Regions from separate parts of the Mus musculus genome. Here regions 2, 3, 4, 5, 6 and 7 are each linked to region 1. The links are chromatin contacts, called in public Hi-C and promoter capture Hi-C maps. All regions are on one chromosome and are shown on one strand. Each heading gives the region's core, a stretch centred on a gene start, on an enhancer-like site or on the middle of the called end of the contact. The rest is flanking DNA. Distances are from core to core; before and after follow the strand shown.

The links. Promoter capture Hi-C pulls out the DNA fragments that hold promoters and counts their contacts. A called contact is a pair of places that touch in the nucleus more often than the background predicts. Capture Hi-C pulls out chosen DNA fragments and counts their contacts.
Region 2: a promoter capture Hi-C map of pancreatic islet shows a contact between it and region 1. The contact joins the promoter of Camkk1 here to the promoter of Derl2 in region 1. A contact is called at or near these places in 1 of 39 promoter capture datasets (hippocampal neurons), 1 of 115 datasets of contacts at active chromatin or transcription factors (astrocytes) and 2 of 9 other capture datasets (liver and pancreatic islet).
Region 3: a promoter capture Hi-C map of pre-B cells shows a contact between it and region 1, with 3 times the contacts expected there. The contact joins the promoter of Hes7 here to the promoter of Derl2 in region 1. A contact is called at or near these places in 2 of 39 promoter capture datasets (liver and pre-B cells) and 1 of 9 other capture datasets (liver).
Region 4: a contact with region 1 is called in a Hi-C map of muscle stem cells, with 7 times the contacts expected there. The contact joins the promoter of Ube2g1 here to the promoter of Derl2 in region 1. A contact is called at or near these places in 3 of 39 promoter capture datasets (embryonic stem cells, liver and pre-B cells), 2 of 484 Hi-C or Micro-C datasets (CD4 T cells and muscle stem cells) and 1 of 115 datasets of contacts at active chromatin or transcription factors (astrocytes).
Region 5: a promoter capture Hi-C map of hippocampal neurons shows a contact between it and region 1, with 2.9 times the contacts expected there. The contact joins the promoter of Spns2 here to the promoter of Derl2 in region 1. A contact is called at or near these places in 1 of 39 promoter capture datasets (hippocampal neurons) and 2 of 115 datasets of contacts at active chromatin or transcription factors (embryonic forebrain and large pre-B cells).
Region 6: a contact with region 1 is called in a promoter capture Hi-C map of hippocampal neurons, with 3 times the contacts expected there. The contact joins the promoter of Tekt1 here to the promoter of Derl2 in region 1. A contact is called at or near these places in 2 of 39 promoter capture datasets (embryonic stem cells and hippocampal neurons).
Region 7: a contact with region 1 is called in a promoter capture Hi-C map of embryonic stem cells, with 2.7 times the contacts expected there. The contact joins the promoter of Slc13a5 here to the promoter of Derl2 in region 1. A contact is called at or near these places in 3 of 39 promoter capture datasets (embryonic stem cells, hippocampal neurons and liver) and 2 of 115 datasets of contacts at active chromatin or transcription factors (astrocytes and stem cell-derived neural progenitor cells).

What each region holds. Positions count from the first base shown.
Region 1 is chr11:71,017,365-71,020,791 of GRCm38.p6, forward strand. Derl2 (Der1-like domain family, member 2) reads right to left here and starts at 1,939. Exons shown (of 7, transcript NM_033562.4): 1 at 1,780-1,939; 2 at 948-1,013. The coding sequence starts at 1,872. It overlaps Mis12 (MIS12 kinetochore complex component), which reads left to right and starts at 2,247. Exons shown (of 3, transcript NM_025993.3): 1 at 2,247-2,825.
Region 2 is chr11:73,017,057-73,020,483 of GRCm38.p6, forward strand. Camkk1 (calcium/calmodulin-dependent protein kinase kinase 1, alpha) reads left to right here and starts at 1,932. Exons shown (of 16, transcript NM_018883.3): 1 at 1,932-2,071. It overlaps 4732414G09Rik (RIKEN cDNA 4732414G09 gene), which reads right to left and starts at 1,785. Exons shown (of 3, transcript NR_152202.1): 1 at 1,601-1,785.
Region 3 is chr11:69,118,670-69,122,096 of GRCm38.p6, forward strand. Hes7 (hes family bHLH transcription factor 7) reads left to right here and starts at 1,784. Exons shown (of 4, transcript NM_033041.4): 1 at 1,784-1,846; 2 at 2,841-2,936. The coding sequence starts at 1,805. It overlaps n-TGgcc5 (a tRNA gene), which reads right to left and starts at 195; the gene lies at 125-195. It also overlaps 9130213A22Rik.
Region 4 is chr11:72,605,417-72,608,843 of GRCm38.p6, forward strand. Ube2g1 (ubiquitin-conjugating enzyme E2G 1) reads left to right here and starts at 1,845. Exons shown (of 6, transcript NM_025985.4): 1 at 1,845-2,219. The coding sequence starts at 2,174. It overlaps Gm51906 (a long non-coding RNA gene), which reads right to left and starts at 1,747. Exons shown (of 4, transcript XR_003949712.1): 1 at 1,525-1,747.
Region 5 is chr11:72,488,116-72,491,542 of GRCm38.p6, forward strand. It overlaps Spns2 (spinster homolog 2), which reads right to left and starts at 1,805. Exons shown (of 13, transcript NM_153060.3): 1 at 1,311-1,805. The coding sequence starts at 1,680.
Region 6 is chr11:72,360,011-72,363,437 of GRCm38.p6, forward strand. Tekt1 (tektin 1) reads right to left here and starts at 1,872. Exons shown (of 8, transcript NM_011569.3): 1 at 1,783-1,872. It overlaps Gm34317 (a long non-coding RNA gene), which reads left to right and starts at 1,904. Exons shown (of 7, transcript XR_003949575.1): 1 at 1,904-1,981.
Region 7 is chr11:72,264,677-72,268,103 of GRCm38.p6, forward strand. It overlaps Slc13a5 (solute carrier family 13 (sodium-dependent citrate transporter), member 5), which reads right to left and starts at 1,928. Exons shown (of 12, transcript NM_001004148.4): 1 at 1,788-1,928. The coding sequence starts at 1,889. 1700051A21Rik (RIKEN cDNA 1700051A21 gene) reads left to right here and starts at 2,168. Exons shown (of 2, transcript NR_045922.1): 1 at 2,168-2,849; 2 at 3,205-3,427.

The DNA of each region.
Region 1 (3,427 bases), core at 689-3,188:
TTACACAAAAGCTGAATCTTGAAAGGCAAGCTAGAGTTCAACGGTACAAGGGGAGTGTAACACATCTGGGACAGGGGAAAGCATCAACAAAGCAGAATTACAGCCACTTCACCTAGAGTGTAAATGACCATCCTGGCACGAAAACACACATCTCTTTAGCATTTTAATTACTGGAAAAAAGACTTCTTCAAACTATAATCTGGAAAGTCACATTCTCTTTTAGATAATGGTATAAGACTTTTGTTAGGATAATCTGACTTCTAGAAGACAGATCAATGTTAAAGTTGTACCAGAACTGAGTTTATGAGCTGGCCCAAGAGGACTAACAACAGTGGTAGGTAGGTGTGTCTGGGTGGAAAAAACACAAAATAAGGCTGGCTATCCTGTGAAACTCCCTGGGCAGCCAGCTCATCAGTCTATTCTCAGATCACATTATTATTACTGTTGTTGTCGTTGTTGGTTGTTGTTCCTGTTGTTTGTGTGTTGAGACAATTCCTTGGTATGTAGTTCAAGGTGGGCTCAGGTTCCTGACTGCTGGGACTATGGCCACATTAGTTCTTAACTAGTTGTAGTCAAATATAAAATCTCAACACATCAAAGACACACTAAAAATTATGTTCTTAAGACAGTCTCTCTCTCTCTCTAGCTCAAGCTTATCCAGCACCTGCCATCCTCCTGCTTGCTCTGTCTGCACCTGGCTCCCCCCTGGCAACTCTAGTTTGGTATATAAGGAGTTCCCAAATACTTAGCAGCTCTCAAACCATTCTAGAGTCCAACCAGGCTGTGGAATGCCCTCTTTACATCTCAAAAAGACCTGTAATCAGAGATTCCCCTACTGGGTTATTTTTTTTGAGACTCTATTTCACAGGATTTACTACTTACTAAACGATACGAAAAAAAAAAAGATAATGAAAACATTAATCACAGTTGCTATATAGACCACTTACTTGAAAATGTTTAAAAATTAATTCAGGATTGAAGTATAACTGAAAAGGTGTGATCAATTCCAACTGCTGAAATGGAAAAAGAGCTTCTTGAAGCCGATCAACCGCAAAACAAAATTTCATCATGAACCACGAAGGATGAGTAGATCTAATCATTTCTGTCCCTTGGAATACATTTCTGTCTTGCTTGTGACAGCTGGTAAGAGATTCTTTAGAATTTGCACAACCGTTTTGTATAAACACACAATGTCAGTTTGATGTTGCAATATTTGAGGATGCTATAAGGCAGGCGGGTGAGCATATTTTAGAGACAAGCCAACAGCATCTTTTACAAATCTGTGCGTCACGTGGTCACCACCTCAGCTAGGTGAGACAACTCGGAATAAGGGGTTTAACTAAGACCCTGCTACCATTAGGGATAGGTACAAGCGGCCAGACACTTATATCCATAGGCCGTCTTTTGAAAGATGTTTCCAGATAGCTCGAGATTTCTATACTCAATATAATAGTCTGTGAACCTAGCGGACCTCACTCCCACTAGTCACCTGGACCTCTCAGACACATTTTTGGGTGGGCGGCTCCCGCACTTCTGATTCACTACAGGTCTGGATTTCATTTGTCTGAAACTGACCTGGCCCTTCACGAAGGGGCACACCCTTCTCAGGTCACTGGCTTGGCACCCTTGGGAATATCCCAAACCCTAGAGTCAGCTCCGGATGTCTCCACCCACCCCTGGGACCAGACCCACTGGGCTTCTCCGCGGCCCAAACCCGTTTTCTGAAGACGCAGTCATAGCTAGCCTGGAAAAAGAGGATGTGGCGCCACAGCTGCTCACCACGGCCGCGGTGGTGAGGACGCAGGCGGTAGTATAGGCGCGGCTGACCGGCGGGATCTGCAGGTACTCCAGCCGGAGGCTCTGGTACGCCATCTTTCCCACCGCGCCTGCCCCCCTTCCCCTTCCGCCAGTATGCCAGGCGGCGGGGCGGACTCAAAGCTGGCCTTCAGCCTACCCACTCCTGTCCAATCAGCGCTGCGTACTCGGACAGCCACCAATCGCTGGCGCCTTGGGGCCGCTCACCCACCAATCAAGAGTTGCGCCTCTGCGTCGGTCCATCCTTACTTCTCCGCCTACCAACGCAGAGAGAAGGACCAGTTCCGTCCGCCAATCCCTGCCGGCCACAGCTAGCTTTCCCTCCTTGTCGCCTTCCTTTTACCAATCGCAGTGGCTCCTTTTGACCCACGGCTAGCCAATCAGGAGTGCGATCCAGCCCGCCTTGGCGTTCGTTCGCAGAGGCAGGTCTCAGTCGATTCGGAGGAGCCGGTGTTACCGCCTTCTTCCAGCCGCTGAGTGTAGCTTGAAGGAAGTGGCGGGAAGCCGGTGTGGGGCGGAATCCATCACTCCCGGGATCGCTTCGGTAGGGGCTGTGTGCTCTCCGAGGAGGAGCGGAAAGGGCGGGACCGAGGAGTGGCGTCGGGGCGGCGGAGCGTTCTGTAGGGAATCCCTCCGGTCTGGCCGGCCTGGGTACGGAGACCTAGAGTTCCCGGCATGCATCGCGGCCGCGGGGTAGTACGGGAGCTGGAGCTGAAGGAAGCGCTTCCCGTTCTGCGGTTTCTGGGCCTTGTCTGTGGCGGTCGTAGGCTCTGAAGTCCATTACATTCGTCGAGACGGTGTGAGGACCTCTCATGTTTATCTTCAGCCGCAGGAACTCTAATCTAGCAGAGAAGAGACGGTAGATGAAGGGAAAGCGGAGGCGGTTCTTCAGGGATGTGTATTCGAACTGGCTCTGGAATCTGCGCCTACTGCATGCTTACTTGAAGGAAAGAAAATAGAATTAGATTGGGCTGGAGCAAAGACTATCCTGACCGTGGCAGACGTGTTCAGTAAGTTATAAAGAAGCTTTAAAAATTGTGGGACAAAAAAATGCGACCGTCAAGACTGGTAGGAACCAAGTAAAAAGTTGGAGAGAATGGCATTTAGAAGGAAGACTAGAAAGCTGAAAGTAGTTGAACCGACCTGTGGCTCCTAGCCACTCTGAAGGCTGAAGCCAGAGGATTTGTTCCATCCTGAAGTTCTAGGCCAGTGTGGACAACGTAGAATGGGAGCAAACACTGGGGAGTGGTCTTAGCAACTTGTTGGTAAAACTGCATCTTTATAGCTACTGCCTCATTATAGCATTGGCAGTGTCCAACAGAGAAAAGGCAACATTGGAACTTTTCTCAAAACTGGAAGTTTGGATGTAGGTATTTGGTTATGTAATCATGGCGCATCAATCCAGGAATGGTGAAAACTTGGAGGCAAAGTTAGAGTGCAAACTTAAGAGAATTATAGGGTGCAAGTGGTCAGTTGATTGGGTAATTTGTAACAGATGACCAATCTATTCAGATAATGAAAATACAGTCTTTAGGAAAGTCATCTCAATAGAAACAACATATGTGAAGGTGGAAGGTGGAGGTAGTTTCAGTGTCCAAACAGTATGCGAAGC
Region 2 (3,427 bases), core at 682-3,181, 2.0 Mb after region 1:
GCCAGATTCAGTTCCCAGCACCCACACAGTGGCTCACAACTCTCCGTAAGCACACACAGATGCACATATAGGCATACATGTAGGCAAAACAGTCACCCACATAAAATAAAGAGTTAGCATCGACCCTTCATTATTTTTCTCCATTCCAAAACCTGGAATGCATACGTGATAACTGGAGTTCCAGCCCCTATTCAGAATCACGAGGTCAAAGGCCATCTCCAGGGCTTCCTGGTGCAGGGAGTGGAGAGAGCCACATCTCAAAGGCTTTTGTGGAGCAGAGCCATCATACCAGCCCAGAACTGTTTTTCAAGATTTATATATATGTAAGATTTGTTGTTGTTGTTGCCTAGATCTTAATCTGATCCTCTCAGCCTTGCTTCAGTTGATCTGTTTGAGCCTTTCCATTAGAATTATGACTGGATCCTCAAGGACTCTCAAAACCATCTCTTCAATATTGGGGTATAGCTCAGTAGTAGCATCCTTGCTTAGAATGCAAGAAGCCCTGGATTCAATCTTCAAAACTGGGGGTGGGGGGAGGAGTCTCTGTAGCCCAGCTCTTTCCTGAACTCCAGCCCTATAGATCCAATCCTCCAGTTACTGGACCCAATTATTCATTTCAACAAATACATGCTGGGCATGCATCAGGAGGTCAGGCTGTGCTGGGCGAATTCATCTCGACCCTTGCTCTCAAGAGTTCTTAGTCCAGACAGGACTCAGGTGAAGAGGTGCTGAGATCTGGAAAGCACTGAGAAAGGGCTGCTGGGCATTCCAGGTATCCAGAAGGTCATGGGGAAGGCTTCCTAGCAGCAGAGGCATTGAACTAAGTGCCAAAAGACAAGTGGGGTTTAGGCAGGCAAGTGGTGAGGGGTGAGCTATGGAGGGCTTGAGGGGACTTAGTGGCAAGCAGTGGAAGATCCTAAGAGGCAGCTCTCTGGTGTTCCTAGTGCCTGTTCTGGTTGTCCCAGAAAGGTTAATGGGAAGTGATACTGGATTGGGGTGAGGGGTGGGGCTGCTGCACTAATCAAGTGGAGGTATACTGCATGACCGTGGTGGTCGAGTTCAGGGAGGGGCAGATGGTGGGGAGAGAGAGAGAGAGAGAGAGAGAGAGAGAGAGAGAGAGAGAGAGAGAGAGAGACTTTAGGGATCTTAAGAGGCAACATGGCAGATCCTTGTGCTACACCCGGTTGGGTCAGAAAACCTGCTACACAGGTAACTCCTGGTTTCTAACTCCTGGTTTCTAACTCCTGTTTAAGACAGAGACACAGGTGAGACCAGGTTGGAGATAGCAACATGGGTCTGAGTTTGAGGCAAGCAGTGATGTGGGGCATCTCCAATAGACTAATAATAGCAGGATTGAACCAGGAGTCTGTGAGGGCAGTCCCCAGGCATAACCACAGTCAAGGCCACTTGGTCCTGGAGGGCTCTTTTTCATTCCCTCAGCCCAGCCAGTCACCTCCTGCTCCTCTCCAAACCTGAGTGCCGCCCCACCCCAGCACTCTGACGAATCTCCCTCCTCCTTCCCTCCCCCAACCCCCCCGGAGAACACTCAACTCCAGGCCCTTCTCCCAGGGCCTCTACCTAGCCTCTCCTTGGTACGCACCGGGCCTCATCCCGAAGGAGGGATGCTCTTGCCTCTAGAGACTAGGACACCGGATTGAGGACTCGAAAAAAGCATCGTACGCTTCAGGCCAGGCTGAGGGGCCCACGACGTGGCCTGAGGGACATCGGGTTCCCCGAGCCTGCTTGTCTGCGGGCGCCGGGGGCGTGACGCGTCGGGGCCCATCCGCAGGGCCCCTCCCGAGCCACCTCCTCCCGATCCCGTCGAGACCCGCCCCCTCTACCCCTGGGCGGGAGGACCGGACTCTGATTGGACATCTCTGCGGGGCGCTGCGCGGCACAGCCAATGATCGTGGGCCGGCGCGGCGGCGGGCGGGGGGAGCGAGCGCAGCCTGGAGCTGCGGCGCCAGCGGGTTGAGCCGGGCGATCCTAGCCCGGCAAGGCGGGCAGGGCGGGGCGCGCACAGCGGGAGCGAGCCTGGTGCCCACCGCAGAGACTGTCGCCAGGTGCCTAGGTAGGGGTCAGCAGCCGGGACTTGGAGTTGGAAACTGGGGTGCGGACGGCTGAGCCGCCCTGTGCAGCCAACGGGCTGTAGAAGGGTGGTCTACAAGGCCGGGTCTACGTGGGCAGCCGGAATCTGGTGTGCAGAGATTCCCGCTGTGTCTGCAGGGCCAGGTCCTCGGGATGGTTCCCTGAGCCCGCATCTGTCTAAGCCAGCTATGCGGGTGCCCGACCACCTGCGTTTCTTCCGCAGCTGCTGTCTGTGGGACTGCATAGAAGCCCCGCGCGCGCGGTGCCTTGGGCCCGGCTCTGGGTGGAGGCCGTGTCTATTCGGAGTGGGCCTGGACGGGTGCACCCACGTGTGGATCTCAGCAGAGCGCTTCTCCCACAGCCCTCCCGTGAGTCTTCCGTGGAGAGCTGGGGGCGGGGTGATGAATGGGACGGATGCAGCGAGCGACTTCAGCTGCTGCGCAGTCGTCCCCTGACTGAGTGAGGGTGGCGGAGGCGGCGCTGTGGTTTCTGGGTCTGGTGGGTACAGGATTGGTGCTCCGAGGGTGCACACGTGCGCGGGGAGCTGTGTGTGGTGTTTGGAGGCGGGTGTGCGTGCGTCACGTGGACACAAGAGTGTGCCTGTGTACCTGAGGGGTGCGTTTCAGGATGGAGTGGTGTGTGAGCACCGGTCACGAGGACAAGGATTACATCTGTCAGGGAAGGGGTGTGTGTCTGTCTTGAGGGTGTTACAGAGTGAGCAGAGCTAGCTGTCACATGCCTTGGGTCCCAGGACTGTGTCCCAGTGAGCTCCTCTCTTTGTCTTGGCCAGGTTCAGGGTGTGAGAGAAGCGCACAGCTGTGTCCTTGAAAATCCCAGGGAAAAGGAAGAGGCTGGGTCTTCTGCGCATCTCTACCTCTTCCATCCAACATACGCTGTGGGTCAGACTGTTCTAGACCCTACTACCTGCTCCTTGGTCCCCCACGCCCAGTCCTCAGACCAGGACTGGGGCTTATTTTAAACCTTATCCAAGTGAATTGCTTCCCTGCTTAAAGACTCCTTTGGTGTTAGAGGCCTCTGGTTTCTGTTCACAAACCCTAAACCAAGCCTGTTGGGAAGCACTCTATTGCTATCACGTTGGGAAGGGATCTCTTTTAGACACAGGGTGAACTCCCATTTCTCCCTTGGGAATCCTGCTTAGTGGTCACAATGTCGCCTCCGCCAGGAAAACACCCCCGAGGCCAGTGTAAGTGGACCTTAGCTTCTCTCCTGATGCACACCTCCACTAAGGAACTTTCCACTGCAGCCACATCTGCTGTGCTGGTCTTCATACAGAGCAAGCACTGTCCCACCTCATGGCACTTGCACCTATGGGCCAGTC
Region 3 (3,427 bases), core at 534-3,033, 1.9 Mb before region 1:
ACTACATATCAGTTTTGGTTAAAATGTTAAAGCGCAAGAATAATACTTGCTTGATGTGCTGTCAATTTAACTTTTTCCTAGTTGAGGTAGACGGAAAAAAAAAAAAAGAAAAAAGCTAGAACTGTGCATTGGCCGGGAATCGAACCCGGGCCTCCCGCGTGGCAGGCGAGAATTCTACCACTGAACCACCAATGCAGACAAGGAGAGAGGTCATAATAAGCCTATGTGAACTTCTCAGAGGCAGATCCAATCCTACTTCTAGGTGTGGGAAAAGGTTGTAGAGAATCATTGAGGTGGGTGGAGCGTCAGGCCATTTTTTTCTCTCCGTTGGATCCGGCCACCGGGCCATAAAGTCATTCCATATGGCCAGGGGCGGCCCCACACCCGGGTGCAAACTGCCTCAGGCCCCGAGCCTCACGTGCAGGTGAGAAAAACTCAACCCCAATCCTGGTTCCCAAGGAGGGGGGCGGTGGGGCCTGCTGGGACCACACATCTGTGCTTCCATTTGGCTGAAGTAGGGGAAGGTGGGATGTACTGAGGGCCCTAACCCCAAATGGGTGCCTCCTTTCTCAAGTACCGGGCCCCTCCTGCTCTGCCTTTGGCAAGGCAGCCTCTTGCCAGAAAACCCTCTCAGGATGTGGAGGGCCTCTGGGAAGGGGTTCCACTTTGTCTCTGACTCCACAGCTATCTTCTGGCTCGGTTTGTAGCCCTGTCTTTATTATGTCCTTTCCCCAGGCCTTCTTGTCGTGTTAAATTTCGATTTTACCTTCTCAGGCACTTCGCCCTGAAGTCTCCAGGTGTTGACATATCCATCCTTCTGAGAGGTCATGCTCTTTGTTTGAGGTGGGTGAAGATCCCATTTTGCAACCAAACCTTTCTTGTCCCTTTAGCAAATCTCACGTCTCCCTGCTCCCCTACAGTCCCTAGAGGCCTCCAGAGCGCCCACCAACTGGTGCACTCTATGTTTTCCTGCCAGCTGTACTCCTGAATTTAGTTTTAAACCAAGTTCTTGTAAACGGAAAGGTATCGCTTCTCGGCCTCTTGGCTAACTAAGATCAAGGGTAGTGAATGGAAAGATTTCTTCACTCACGTATACTTCAAGGATTTTTTTCCCCCTAGAAGTTTCCTTTGTCCTCCCTTAGTCCAGCCATCCTTAGGAAAATCTGTTCCCGGGGACTCAAGTCACAGTATCTATAGAGTCAGTTTGGCGGCAGATTCTCCTTATTACTACGTCTGCAGGGATAAGTACTGGAGTTATTGTGGGAATTGAGTAGAAGAGACAGATACAACGGCGCCGTCTTTTCCCACAGCCAGCCAGTAGAATCCGGTAGATCTGCTCTGCACCTTTAGGGGTTGGGAGAAGATTATAATATTCAGCCTGGAGGCAGAAGCATGCCAACATTTATTTCAGGGTTGGTGGGGCTATAGTGAACCTCCAAGAAATCTACTAGTCTAGGAGACCCCCAAATTTCATGCCTAAGTGATTTCTTCCCAGTTCACTTAGACTCTCTTCCCCTAATAATCTCCTCCCTCCAGTTGGGTCCCGCCTTATTATACAGCTTTATGGTCCTTAAACCAGCCTGTGGCCCCTTCCTCCCCTCACTTCCCACATTTGGGGCTAGTTCCTCCCCTTCCCCTCCCCCTTCACTCCCTGCCTTTCCGGGAGCCTCGTGCCGGGGTCCTTGAGCTGGGCATCTAGGGGCTGAAGGGGGCGGGGCCGGGCCCTAGCCCTCCTACCCTGCAGCGGCGGGATATAAGGATCTAGGCAGCACGCGCTGAGTCCACCGAAGGGTCCGGAGGAGCAATGGTCACCCGGGAGCGAGCTGAGAATAGGGACGGCCCCAAGGTGAGAGGTGGGAAGGGAGGGAAATAGGGTCCCTGTTCAGGCCAGAGGACTTAAAGGTTCTAACTCTGTGGGCTAGGAATGAGGATGGAGACACAAGAGTGAAAAGACCGAAAGAACCTGTAAAGTATAAAGAGGGCAGGGTCAGAGCCCAACTTGCGCGGGCTGCGGAAGCGGAGGTCTAGGGGTTTGCATTATTGTGGGCTAAGGCTTGTGGCTAGGAAAGTGCCAGAATTTGGGCATCGTGGCCTATTCTAGGGCTCGGGAAGCTGGGGCAGGTGGATTATCGCAAGTTCGAGGCCACAGAGTGCACCCCTACCGAAAAAACAAACAAACAAACAAACAAAAACCAAACCAAAATAAAACAAACAAACAAAACCCCACGAAGCTATACTATAACATGAGATAAGCTAGAGGCCATAGCTGGTGGAGGAGGGTGGAAACAAAAATAGAGGAAAGGCTATGGACGCTGTCTGTAAGCGCCTGGGAACCCACATCTGACTCAAAGAGAAGACCTTTGAGTCGTTGGTTCCGGAGGTGCGAGGCCAGGTGAGAGATATTAGGAGAACGAGTGAAGGGTTTGAGTGAGAAGAGGAGGTGTGGTCGCACTGTGTGTCTGCCTTTCACCTTAGGTCTCTATCGCGCGGCTCACTAGCCTGGGGGCAAAGAGTGGCCCTAAAGTTCTTCAGTGATACACTGAGAGGGAGACGACACAAGATAGAGATATAAAGAGAAAAGAAGAGTGCCATAGAGGGGAGAAGAGAGGAGAAAGCTGAACACAGAAAGGGCAGGGAGAAGTGGGCGAGCCACGGAAAGCGACCCAAGGGACTGGGAAGTAGCAGGGAGTGAGAGGGAAACGAATGGACCAGACCCAAGCAGCCTGGGATTAGGGGAAAGGGGCGCATGGGGGGTTTTCCCAGCGGCAGGATCGGACGCTTGCGCGGCGGCGCTGAGTCTCGGTCCGGTCGGCCCGCTCTTCCTTTCCCGCTGGTCACAGATGCTGAAGCCGTTGGTGGAGAAGCGGCGCCGGGACCGCATCAACCGCAGCCTAGAAGAGCTGAGGCTGCTGCTCCTGGAGAGGACCAGGGACCAGGTCAGTTCCACCGCTGGCCCCAGGCCCCTAAGCATTCTGTACCTGTGTCCCAGAGCTTTCTACTGGGGTGGGGACATAAGCTGGAGTGGTGACTCTGGACCCAAGCCTGCTCCTTGAAATCCCATCCCAGACCCCCTCTCGCTCTCAGAACTTGCTCTTCTCCACCTTGCTGGTCTGTAAGTTTCCAGTCTGGCTCGGTAAACTGAGCTTCCAGCCTGCGTCAGTTTCCCACTTGGGGTTTTCTAAAATTCCTTATCTACCTCCCACGCCTGATCAATGGGCTTCAGTTCTGCGGTGGTTTTCACCATCCGGGTTGCTGTTTCGTACACCTCTCATATTGGGAACTGGTTCCACTCCCTCAGGTTGGACAGGCTCATCTCGGGGTGGGACGGGAACTTTTCTTGGCCATCTCCACATTCGGTCGCGAGTCATGGGGGCACCCGCAGCTCCCGTATCCGCCCCTCCCTTCTTCCCCTAGCCACTTTCCCCCT
Region 4 (3,427 bases), core at 595-3,094, 1.6 Mb after region 1:
TGTAATGAGATCTGACACTCTCTTCTGGAGTGTCTGAAGACAGTTACAGTGTACTCACATATAATAAAAATAAATAAATCTTAAAAAAAAAAAGAAAATTTCTTTCAGAGGACACATAGGATAGGATGGTTTCCAGCAATCGTGTAGTAAGTAGCATAAGACCCTCTGCAGGTCCAATTCTAGAGCATCTGATGTCCTCTTCCAGATTTTGGGTACCAGGCATACACATGGTACACATAAATTCACCCCGGCTCATATATATACCCATTAAAACAAAATCCTTAAAAACAAACCCACAGAGGGATATGGTGGGGCATGGTTTTAGTTCCAATCCAGACAGAGGCAGGCAGATCTCTTGAGTTCGAACCTGCAACCTGGTCTGCAGAGGGGTTCCAGGACAGCTAGGGCTATACAGAGAAACTCTGTCTCAAAAAACCAAAACCAACCAACCAAAACAAACAAACAAACAAGCAAAACAACTACAAAAAACCAACCCCTCCCCTATCCCAACCATAAAGCTGGATTAGTCCCTAGGTGGGCAGTATTTCAAAATGGCAGATTCACTCAATGTTTGTTTCTTTGGTCTGGTGGGACAGTGCTAGGGAGGTAAGCCAGGGCCTTGTGCCTGCTTGCCCAGTAATTTTTATTACATGCCTAACGGAATCTGCTCCTCTTGTTCACTTTACTTGGAGTTCACAGAAGCTTCATGCTTTTGTGGGTAGAAATGGACCTGATTTCCTATGCACAGTTTTTGTTTTCTACAGTCCAGGTACAGGGAAGTAGGGATTGAACAAACACTTATTGAAAGAACAAGCAAGGGGCTGGAGAGATGGCTTAGCGGTTAAGAACACTGGCTGATTTCCCAAAGGTCCTGAGTTCAATTCTCAGCAACATGGTGGCTCACAACCATCAGTAATGGGATCCTATGACCTCTCTTGGTGTGTCTGAAGAGAACAACAGTGTAGTCATATACATAAGTAAATAAATCTTTAAAAGAAAGAAAGAAGAAACAAAATTGAGTGTCAATGTTACTTTTCCCCCTTCCCTTTTTTGTTTCTTTATTGCTACAGTGTTGACAAAGCACTCAACTGGGAAATGGGCAAGGAGGTTGGATAAGGTTGACTTTTCCTAATCTCGGCTTTCACACTTGGACTTTACATAGTAGGTGCCTTTTCTAGAGGAGTCTGATCTATTATGGATCCTCATCCCCAGACGGAGATTGGGTATCACTGTGCAGCGAAGGGGACCTGGGTCTTCTAATCCTCAGCCTCAAGTGTTGAGATTACAGGAGAATACCACCTGAATCCGAACCATTTATCAGGTTGTGCTAATCACAACTCTGCACTTTACTCAGTCTTACTATTTACTTAAACGTTTTCTGCTATGAGACTCATAACATTTTTATTTCAAGGACCATTCTGTGCATTCTTTATGAATTATCACCATGCACTCTATTTTGCGGCTGCTTAAAATGGTGCACACCAGTACTAAATTCGGCTTTGTAACAATGACTAATTCGCACACCTCCGATGTAGTGTTGGATGGCTGCTGGGTCCTCGCCAACATCTACCACTTCTGGTCCCATCACGCTTAGACCTCCTGCTTATACCGGGAGGCAGCGTCCTGACCCTCCGCGACCTCTTTGTCATGGCGTCCGCGGGGCGTCTACCAGCCGACGCTTCCGCAGCTGGGCGGGCGTGGACCTTCCCAAGATGGCGGGGCTGAGCCCACTGCGCGCGGTGGGCGGGGTTCCACCGCCGGAGGCGGGGCAGCAGGGCCGAGGGGTCGGGCTAGCAGGAGTGCTGCTTCTGAAGGAGGCAGGCTCAGCGCGCTTGCGCGGAGCGGCCCTGCGCGCAGTGAGGCAGTGGCGGGGGAAGGCACCGGTGGGGCCGACGGGCGGGCAGAGGAGGGAAGCGGGCGAGCGAAGTCCCAGTGCGCGCCGCGGCGGCCCGGGTACCCTCCCCTTCCGGGCGTGAGGCGCTGAGCGAGGAAAGCCGAGCGGAGCGGACTCGCATAGGCGGCGAGGTGCTTCTCGGGTCTCCCAAGACCGGCCTCCCCGCGGCTTCGGCGCTCCGGTCCGGGTTCCTCAACACACATCTAGCTCCAGGCACCGGCAGAGCTTGTCGCCAGTCCGTCGAAGTCCCGGTGGCGGCCCGGGCTCTCGGTGGGGAGGATGACGGAGCTGCAGTCGGCGCTGCTACTGCGAAGACAGCTGGCAGGTGAGCGGCGGGGCGCCGGGCCGCGATCGCGGACTGCCGAGCCACTCGCCTCCTCTCGCCCGCTCGGAGGCTGGGTGGTGGCGGGCCGCGAGGGTGGGAGCCCGCGAGTCGCGGCGAGCTGGCGACACTCCTGGCCCGGCTGTGGAGGGTGTTGGGGGCGGGGACGCTCCCCAGCCTCGCCCTCGGACGGGCCGGACGCCCTGGGCGGCTGCCCCCTCCCCCACGGCACTGGGGCGTTGCGGGGGAGGGGCGTGGGTCCCGGTCGGGCCGACCCTCCCTGAGGGGCGGATCCCGGGCTCAGGTGCGGCGGAGGCCGCGGAACCTCGGGGACCCCGGGAGCTTGCGGGGTCCCCGCGCGGCTGTGAGTCCGAGCCGTGTCGGGGGCCGGAGAGGGGAGGCGCGCCAAACTTCTGGCCCGGCAGCGCGGGGTTCGCGGAGTTAGGGCAGACAACAAAAGCGACGGCGGGGCTGGCCCGGGTGCTGACGCGGGGCACCGGGGGGCTCGGCGGGGAGCGCGACTCCGCTTCGCCTGCCTCCGCCTGGCACGAGCTCGGGCTGCGCCGCCCGTCTGGGGGAGGGTGGGCGCGGGCGCTGGGGAGAGCGGCTCGCTGGCCGGCCCGGGCTTTGTGCTCCGTGGGCACGGCTCGGGCTCCTTCGCGCAGGCTCGCGGCCACCGGGCTGCGGCCCGCCTTAGGCTCTGGCCAGGGGCGGCGGCTCAGTGCCTCCCCCGTGGAGTCTCTGTCCCCCTCCCCCATTGTCCCGGCCTCTGGCCGTTTGCGGCTTCCAGGTTGACTTTTTAGGGGGTTGGCTCCTACTCTGCTAGGACTGTGTGAGCGGAGCATGCGCGCTGGAGGCGTACGTGTGCGGAGTGGAAGGGGGGGAGGGAGGAGGCGGGTTGGTGCCTTCACAATGCCGCCCCACGTGCTGCCAGATTTAAAGAGAAATGAACCGGTAGTTAGCCCTGCTGTCCTACGCCAAGCGTGTGCCTGGCTTGGTTCAGGCGACTTCACCCCTCCTCAACCTGTAGCCAGTCCTCTCCCCCCACCCCCCTTTTAAACTTTCTGAAAGCCGGAATGTTGATAAATGAAATAGATTTCTATGAGTTTGAGGTGTCAGCTAAATCACCTTTATGACTTCTTAAGGAAAAGGTCGACAGGGGCTGTTACAGATTGTATAATTAGGTTTATTATTAGACCATGAGCTAACAG
Region 5 (3,427 bases), core at 555-3,054, 1.5 Mb after region 1:
AGAGTTCTTTCCTTCCACTTGACACAAAACTATCCAAGATAGGAAAAGACTAAGGCCCCCAAAAGAACACCCAAGTACCCAGGTGGCATGTGGTTGTGTGGTTTATGTCAGGGCTCTCTTTTCCCAATCATCCCTGAGTTTTCTTTAGTGAGGCACAAAATATCCAAATCATCTCTCTTCCCCTTTCCTCTCCCCTCTTTCATATTAGGTTGTGGGATAGAATGTTGGGTCCCCCCCACCACACACACACACAACTGCACTCCTCCACCGGGAGCCCCGGAGACCAGCCTAACCAGTGTTTCTTTTCAAAGCTACATTATCCTCAGGCAGGGCCAGCTCTAGGACAGGTCCCTACGTCTTGACCCCTGTGAAGACAGGGAGAGACGCCAGCAGAATAGAATCCCAGAGTCACATCCACACTAAGAGGCCCAGGGATCAATCAATTCACAAACGGAAACAGACCTAAACACAAGCTGAAACTGGCCCAAGGTCACACACACATTAAGCACATTCAGGATAGAAACCCAGTTGTATCCATTTCAGTCTCAAACCTGGGGTTGAGTCGCAGAGATGCTCAAGGAGCATGAGGCTGCCTCTCTTTAGACCAACCCCCCCAGCCCCCGCCCCCAGGCCTATGCCCTGCTCCAGGCTCCAAGCGCCATGGAGCAGAAGGAGGCGTCTCCAGGCCTCAAGCCAGGGCCAGCTGCAAACCGCATCCTGGGTCCCCAGGCGGCACGGACCCGCCCCGCCCCTCCCTCGGCTCCCCGCAGGCCCGAGCCTTTGTCAGCCACGCGCTTACAAGCTCACACACACATATCCGCGCTGCCACGCGCGCGCACACTCCGGCTGCCTGGCGCACACCCGCAAGAGGCGCACACACTGGCCGCACGCATGCAGGGGGGTGGCTGAGACCGAGGAAAGAAGGAACAGACGGGCCGTGCAAGCACAGACGGCCTGGACTAAGGGAAAAGGAGGAGAGGCCGGGGAACCTGCGGCTGTGGAGGAAGGGGGCGCACAGGCGATAAGGCAAGAGAGACGCAGAGGAGACTCTGGGAGGACAACGGATGAGCCGTCAAGGGCTTGGCGAAGGCTCACAAGCTGCTCCAGGGGTGGAAACTCCACCAATCCCTAACACGGGGAGCGTGGGGTGCTTTGGATTGGACCCATGGAACGCCAAAGCATCGCTTGAACAGAGGGTCCTTAGGGACTCTCCAGAGGGCTTGGATCTAGGGAGCTGGCAACCAAAAGCTCCCTAGGGCATCTGGGATGGAAGGGCCCTGGTCCTCGGGCTAGATGGGGCATTTGCTCACCTGCCACAGTGTACCTGTCCAGGTAGTTGAGCACGTTGCCTAAACTCAGGATGGCAGCAGCTGCCCCCCGCCCTCGGCCTAAGCTGGCCGGTTTGGGCTGCGGCGCGCTGGGGCCCTTGGCAGCTGCTGCGCAGCCAGGGGTGCTGGGGATGCTGGGGAGTCCGGACGGGACCCGCCTCACGCTGCCGGACAACGTCTGCACCTCTTCGTCGGCGGACACGACTCCAGCGCCCCCAACACCCCGCGCCCCGCAGCAAGCGCTACCTCCAGCCCCTGGCTGCGCCCCCCGGCGCCGGCGCCGCCGCTCGGCGTCCGCCTCCTCCTCCTCCGCGCCGCCCGCCGCCGCCGAGGCGCATTCCAGGCACATCATGCCGGCCCGGGCCGGGGCGGCGGGGGGCGCGGGGGGCTCGGGGGACGCGAGGCCCAGCCCGGGCCCGCTCAGTGCGTGCGCGCGCCGCGGAGCCGCCGCTGCACCATCCCGGCCCGGCCCGTCCGCTTCTGCGCTCGGGCTCCAGCCCTGGCTGCGCCGCTGCTACTGTTCAGTCAGTGAGACGCGCGGCCCCGGCGGCTCTGACAGCTGCGGCCGGCCCCGCCCACCAAGCTCGTGTGCCCAATCACCTCCGGGCTCAAGCCACAGCCCCGCCCCGCACGTGCTGCCCCGGGGGGTGCGGGGGCGCCTGGCCGCACAGCCCCACCCGCCTGACGGGGGCGCAAGTCACGCAGTAGCGCTGCGGCCACGGAACCCTCGGGGATCAGGAAGCGATTGCGGGGAGCTGCAGCACCGATTAGGATTTAGGTGAGGGAAGAAGGGTACCCCAGACCCTACTCAACTTCCACCCTGCCCCTGCGATGGGAGAGGACCCCTGGCTGAGGCCGAGGAAGGCCCATGGCTTAAGCTACGCATTAAAAAAAAAAAGTCTCAGATGGTCAAAACTGGGGAACCTGTTGTAGAGCTGACTCCAACAGTTACTCACCTTAATTCAGTCTGTTTAGGCAGCGCTGCCTAAGAAACATGATTGGTGGACCCAGGACACAGACCTCATGAAGGTCCATTGCTCTCCTCTATAGAGAAGCACCTCCATGCTATGACCTGGGCTCACTCTGACCATATCTCTACCCCCCATAGAGTGGAGCTTGTGAGAACCAGGGCTCGGATTAGAGCCCAAAAGAACCAGGAGGGCCTCCTCAATGCCAGGCAGGGTGTCCTACACCTGTAACCCCAGCGTTTGGGAGGCTGAGTCAGGAGAGATCCAATCTCAGACAAACGAGAAGGAGAGGGGATGGAGCAGAAAAAGCCTTTGAGGGGGGTACCATCTCCCCAAAACCCTTAGTGAAAGTTGGAAAGCTGGATCCTAGCCTATATCTGCTCTTGCGTGTGGCTTAACATTGGACGAAACCTCTATCTTTCTGGGTCTTTGTTTCTATTGGGGGAATATAGTCCAGGTAGTTGAGCACGTTGGGGGGGGGGGGGTTGTCAGTTCTGGAGAATGGCTAGGTAGCTTCTGTGTAAAGAACAGTCTTCTCTTGTAAGTCCATCATTTGGGAGGCAGAGGCAGGTGAAACTCCGAGGTTCCAGGCCAGCGAGTCCAGGCCAACACGTCTCTAAATAAATAAATATGTAAAAGGAAAGAAAGAAGTTAAAACCCAGTATAGCATGTTCTCCCTAGTATGTGCCAAACCCTTGGTTCAAATGAGAGAGTCAGGGGAGACTTAATTCAGCCCCTCAGATATCCAGTGGTTTCTGTCTGTTTCACAGACAGACTTCAGGTCACCAAGGTGACCCGTCATAAACAGACAACTAGTCAATGGTCTGGTTGGTACGAAGCCAGGGCCCTGAAATCATCTTGCTAGTGCAGGCTGCTCCAGAGCCCACGTCCACAACAGGAACATCTTGTGAAGGTGTCAACCACAGTGAGTCATGGCATAGCCAACGGATGACAAAGCATAAGGCACTCAAGCACACACACACACACATACACACACACACACACACACACACACACACACACACACACACACACACGAACACACACACACACTCCACTGTCTTAGTGAGCAGAGTTAATCCCCAAGCTGGTGTTTCTTGGCGCCTTCAAGGTGTCTTTTAAATTCTGTGA
Region 6 (3,427 bases), core at 622-3,121, 1.3 Mb after region 1:
GCCTAGCCAGCTCCCAGATCAAGAAATAATGTTACCAATATGCCAAATCTTTCTAGTTTCTAGTTGCCACTCTCAGCCTCACAAGGTTGCCACTAACCCCATCTTTAATGCTACATATAGGTTCCTTTGCTTTTTAACTAAATAGAGTATTTTCTTTAGCATCTGGTGGCTTTTATTTAATATTGTGTTCATAAAAGTGGTCTTACTGCCTATAATGTAGCTTGTCCATTCTTATCACTATGCAATGTACCAGGTGACTATGTAAAAATTAACCTTTTCCTATTGCTTATAAACATGTGGACTATTCTCATTTAGGGTTATCACAAAATGCTCTTGATATTCTCCTGTGCATCTTTTGAGATGTGGAGTTCTTGTTGCTCTCGGTGAATCATAGAACAGTGTACTGGCTAGTCTTATGTCAACTTGACACAAGCTAGAGTTATCTGGCAAGAGGGAACCTCACTTGAGAAAATGACTCCATGAATCTGGCTGTGTGACATTTTCTTTATTAGTGATGTATGGGGAGGGCCCAGGCCTTTGTGGGTGATGCTAAGCCTGAGCTGATGGTCCTGGGTTCTGCAAGAAAGCAGATTGAGCTGGGCAGTGGTGGTGCCTTTAATCCCAGAACTAGGAAGGCAGAGGCAAGTGGATCTCTGAAAATTTGAGACCAGCCTAATCTACAGAGTGAGTTCCAGGAAAGCCAGGGCTACACAAAGACACCCTGCCTTGGAGAAGAAAAAAGGAGAGAGAGGGAGGGAGGGAGGGAGGGAGGGAGGGAGGGAGGGAGGGAGGGAGAGAGGGAGAGAGGGAGAGAGGGAGAGAGGGAGAGAGGGAGAGAGAACGAAAGACAAGGAAGGAAGGAAGGAAGGAAGGAAGGAAGGAAGGAAGGAAGGAAGGAAGGAAAGAAAGAAAGGAAGAAAAGAAAGAAAGGAAGAAAAGACAAGGAAGAAAGGAAGGAAAGAAAGAAAAAAGAGAAAGAAGGGAAGGAAGGAAGGAAGGAAGGAAGGAAGGAAGGAAGGAAGGCAGGCAGGCTGAGCGAGCCATGATGAACAAACCAGTTAGCATGCCCTTCATGCCCTCTGCATTAGCTCCTGCCTCTAGATTCTTGCCCTGTTTTGAGTTCCTATCCTGACTTCCTTCAATGATAAACAAGCAATATGAACATGTAAGACAAATATGCCCTTTCCTCTCCAACTTGCTTTTTGATCATGTTGTTTTGTCACAGCAATAGAAACCCTAAGACAAGCAGTATTCTTTCAAATACATGAACCCAGACATGTTGTATAAGAAATGAACAGATGTGACGTCTGTAAGCCAACATCTGGGCATTGTGACTACAGGATAAAGACAAGGAACAGGGGGTAAGGCAGCCTCTGGAGACAGTTGCGGGGGAAAAAAAATATGATCCCCTGGCTCTGAACGACATCACATCTGTCTTCCATAGGCAAAGCTGAACTCTGAAAGCCTCCCGCTCTGGACTCTATAACCCTAGTATTTACCCTAGGGGCCTCTGAAGCCGTCACAACCAAGGATGGATTCAGATCTTGACTAGGCTAAGCATCAGGCCCCATGTAACCCCCTCAGACACTCCTGAGCTCTCCAGTTCAGTCCCCTCCTATGGTCTCTCCCGAGTCTGTCTCAGCGTGGCTCTCTGAGATATAACTTTGAACAAGTGTGAATAGTCTCGAAGAGGGGACCGATATCAGTGCTAACCGCTGATACAAAAGACACACCGCGTGGGTAGGGAGAAGGGGTAGGTGAGGTGGATCGGGGCTCACTTACCTTAGTTCATTAAAGAACACAAGCTTCTGTAGGGCACTCCTGACCCCAACCAGAGCTCCTGGTTCTGAGAGAACCAGCCGAGAAAACTGCGGTCTCTATGGCAACCGGACGGACGCAACGTTGCCCTAGTTAGAAGACTGCGCAAGCGCGAATGTGAGAGTGGTGCTAAAGGGTAACCCGAGCAAACAAGACAAAGAAAGTAGGTGGTCCGAAGTCTGATCCTGCTGAGAAAACGTCAAAACACGGGGCAGGAGATTGGGTCACTCGGGGTTCCCGTTCCCCGAGTCTCTGACTCCATAGATGCACAGCGGGTCGGTCTTGGCGCTGTCCTGAGCCGTAGATGACCCGGGACCACAGAGATACACACACTGCGTTCCACGTGGTCGTTGCTCCAAACCTGGAGCAAAGGACCTGCAAACCTAGCGACACACAGGGTGCATGGGTAGCTCCAGACAGGGGTAGGCAAGAATGGGTTTTCGGCCAGGTATCTTCTCCCAAGGCGTAAAACTCACCAAGCACTGAGCTTTTTCTCGGTTAAGATCGCACTGCTACGTGATCTTCAAACTGTTGTGGATTGAGTTAAAATTAGGCTTTCAGGACGCCAGCCACTCGGTGCCACGGCCATGAGTTTAACATAGCCATACACCATCTTCAAACGTTCGTTTTACAGGCAGCACGTTTATTTAAAAAACAAAAAAACAAAAACAAAACAAAACAAAAAAACCCTTTGCATTACTACTGGAAATGGGAAATTGGCGCTGTCTGTGTGGCAGAAAAAGCAATCATAAAGGTGAACACGATGAAACAAAGGCATAAAATTTATAACAATGTGAAGGCACTGATGAAGGGCTGGAGAGATGGCTCAGCGGTTAAGAGGACTGACTGCTCTTCCAGAGGTCCCGAGTTCAATGCCAAGCACCCACATGGTGGCTCACAACCATCTGCAATGAGATCCAGTGCATACCTTCTGGTGTGCATGAAAACAGAAAACAGAGCACTCCTAGTCATAAAATAAATACATAAACAAATCTTTAAAAGAAAGAGAAAGAAATGAGGGAAGGAAGGAAGGAAGGAAGGAAGGAAGGAAGAAAAAGCAGCGATGAGCTGGGTGTATCTGCTTATCCCTGGCATCTCAGCATGCCAGAAAAAGACCCTTAAGCTGAGGATTCAAATCTGAAAGACATATTGGAAATTAACACTCACCTTTCATTCATGTATGTATATATATATATATTGCTTTTTTTCAAGACAGGGTTTCTCTGTGTAGCTCTGGCTGTCCTGGAACTCACTTTGTAGACCAGCCTGGCCTGGAACTCAGAAATCCACCTGCCTCTGCCTCCAAGAGCTGAGATTAAAGGCGTGCGCCACCACTGCCCAGCTCATGTATCTATGTTCTTAATTCTGGTATTAATATTAATGAATACCTTAATTCAAAGACTGGGGTAGGCAAGGTGGCTCAGCAAGTAAAAGTGCCTCTCCAGAAGGAAAGACATGACTGCCACAAGTTGTCCTCTGACCTGCACAACCACACACACACACACACACACACACACACACACAGGGGAAAAGAATGGGAGGGAAGACAGAGAGAGGGAGACAAATAACAACAATAATAATATTAATAATAAATGTAAAACTGAAAAGG
Region 7 (3,427 bases), core at 678-3,177, 1.2 Mb after region 1:
TGTATCTCTGGGTTTTCTTGCCCAATGAAGGGCATGGTGAATGGGAACAGGGTGGTCTTTGGTGGTGAGCAAAAAGAGGGACAGAGGGCAAAAATAGGGAGCCAAAGACCCAGGCTCCCAGGCACCAAGCCACTTGGAGAGAAGGTACAGGAAGACTGCCTTTTGGAAGAACCTCCAAAATGGCCTCCCAGTCCCTAAATTTTCAGTCCCAGGGCATATAGATGTATTAATACACCCGGTTGGGAACCTAACTCACTGATATTTATATTCCCCCTCTGCCTGCCTACCTGTCTGTCTGTCTCTGTCTCTGTCTCTCTCTGAGTGTATGTGTGTGTGTTGGGGGGGGGGGGGTGTGCACACGTGCGCATACACATGCATGAGCCAGGGATAAAGTGGGATCCTGGTTACACTGTCCTCTACCAGAAAGGTCAAGCAAGCAACTATAATTATTCCAAGGAACATCACTCCCCGCCAGCAGAGCTAAAATCACAGCTTCCTAACCTGGATGCCTCCCACAGACGGGAATGGCCCCGAATCTCTGGATGCTCGCTAACAGAGTGGCAGCGGATGAGTCCGCACAGTTGCTCTGCTCTCCTTGGCCCATGTGGAGCCTCTGCTCAGTATGTTTCCTCTGCCCCCCCCCCCGCGCCCCAATCCTAGGAGCCGGAATGATCCCCTTTTACTCCCAGAATCCAGTCACCCCATTGTACCCATCAAAGCACCCGGGGCCCGGAGAGCAAAGGGTCTTGCTGAAAGGCACAATGTGAAATGACTAGAAGCCCACCAGGGGACACCCCTCTCCTCTCAAAACCTTCCCTGAAGAGAGCCACTGTTTCTCAAACCTGCCTGTGGAGGGGAAGCAGGATCCGAGCAAGGTTTCCTGTCTGGGCTGAGAGTGAAAGGGTAGCCACATAAGGCTTCAAAGAGCCCTGGCCTCGCCAAACTGGCTGCACACAGCCTGACAGAGCCGGGGCCAGCGCTCCCGCCCTCCTCTGCTCTGCAGCCAAGGCCATTCATTCTCTCCCTTCCTCCCAGGAGCACCAGGAGGCCAGGGAATGGGACTCAGCTTCCCCAGCAACCGAGAGCCATGCCACCCAAGGCGTGAGCTCTGGGAATACGTCCTGCCTCCTCACACTGACTGCCTCAGCAGGCGGTGGGCAGTGCCCGACCTGCCTTTCAGGCTGCAGCAGGATTTGAACTCGAGAGTGGCTTCCTTGGCTTCCGAGCTAGAAAGAAATATAGATCATAGATGGGGAACCTGAGCTTCAAATATCAAGGCCAGATTATGGCAAAGGCATGATCCACTCTGTTCCTGTAGTTCCCTGCCTGAAGGCATCTACAGCTAGGAAATCTCTCTTTCCTAGAGAAGAGGCACAGAGGGAAAGAAAGCCCAGCCTTCAGAGTCTCTACTAGCTCGAGCATTATCTTTGAGCTGGACTAGCGTTGGTTGTGCACTCTGGGAGGAGATTTTGAGTCAGAGGCTAAGCCTGTCGAGGGGTCTGTGTGGTTCAGATCTGTTCTAACGTCCAGGTTTCCGTGTTTGCCCGGACGGCTCTTGCGCCCTGAAATCGGTGCACTCTAGGACGTGTTCACCTTAGGGTCTGTGCGTCCCTCGGATTCTTTGCAGAGCACCTCCTATCTGGTGCCTGGAGCGTCTGAGCACGCGTCCCAGGGGAGCTCGTCCCCACGGAGGAATCTATGCGTTCCAGCTCAGCGTTCCCGGGTTCCGTGCCCGTTATTGCACTGGGCACCCGGATTCCGCCAGGCTGCCCAGACACGCAACTGACCTTGTCAGGTATCAGAATGACGAGTGGAAGCATCAGGATCGGGGTGAAGAGCAAAATCGCAAAGGACTTGAACTTGGTCACACAAGTCTTCGCCGAATCCATCGCGTGAAAGGGAGACTGACTGGAGGGAGAAAAGATTGCGAGGCAGCTAGAAGCTTCACGAGCTTAAAAGGGGGACGCGCGGTCCCACCGGATTGGGGGCGGCTACAACTCCGCCCCCCATTGCCAGGCCTCCCTGCGGTCCTGGGGCGGAGCCACCCCTCGGGGTCTGTGGGGAGTGTCTGTCCCAGGACTCTGCCACCCCGCGGCAGAGTGAGGCGTTTGCAGATTTCAGTGCTTGGCACCAGCCCTCTATGGAGAGGACTGGACCCTGGCACCTCACCACTTGCCAGCCCGTTGGCGCTGCTCTGGTCCTCAGTACCATGCAGGGTGTGCCGGTCATTCTGCCAGCTTAAGCGTGAGGACCCTTTGTGTACTCTCACCTGCTCTCTCCTGGACTCCGGAATGTCCCAGATGAAAAACACCAGCCTGTAGGATTCTCAGGCTTCTCTCTCCAAAGCGTTCTCCTTCTCATCCCTATCCCGGAGGGGCGTCTCCTAGAGGCGATGGCCGAGCCCTGCGCCACCGCGGTCTTCTCACCTCCAAGATCCGCTGGCTTCCTCCTAGCGTTAGCCCGACTCTAGACATAGAACCCATTTCCCTCCTCGTGCCGTCTCCTACCCAGCGCACCGTAGGCGCTCTAGAGGGACCGCTAAGGAAGGCGGTCACTGTCCTCGCAGACCGAACGACTTTTACCCTCCAGCGAACGCGCTTGCGCAGGCCGGCCGTCTTTGCCCAGGCGCGGGTAGTTGCTGCCGCCCACTTACCAACCACCTCGCTAGTACCATTTTATGGTGGGAGACGGGGCCTTAGAAAAGAGGGGGCATAATCCTGCCAACCATCATCGAGGCATTCGTTCATTCATTAATCCTCCCCTTAACAGACCTGTGTGTAGTACCTGCTGTGCTAAGTCCTGTTTGGGACACCAACACAAGAGGGTGCAATGACATTATTGACACTTCGGTGAGTTCTTTCTCTTCTGCCTGCCTCTCATTCTCCTCTGGGGAGTCTTATCCACAGGCTACTTGACACATGGCTGAGTCCAGATTCCTGTACAGTCAGCTCTCACCACTGATCAAGATGCTATCTAGTTGCTGACATGGTTAGCGTGTTTACGACTAGGATGGCTGCTTCTGTTCTAAACATGGAAACCATCGGCGTACTCTGAACTATATACAACAGAGACCGACTATTAGCACGGCACTTACACTGTGTGTTAGGTGTTGCAAGCAATCCAGAGATGAAGTAAAGAATAGGTTATATGCAATTGCTACGAATTATATGAGACTAACCTCTCCTCCCTCTTCTCCACCCCTAGCCCTGCCACCACCACCACCAGGAAAGAACTACTGAATTCCCCACCTTCTCAGCCTGTGAATGTCGAAGGCCCTAAAACAGAACACACATTTGTATCAAGATTTTTGACTCTGTTCCTGTGACCTGCCTGTCACCTTGCCCTCAAGTCTGCAACTGCCTTCTTCAGGCCCTCTCTATTTTCGGTTTGTTTGCTTGTTTGCATCTATGTGGCCCTGGGCCCATCC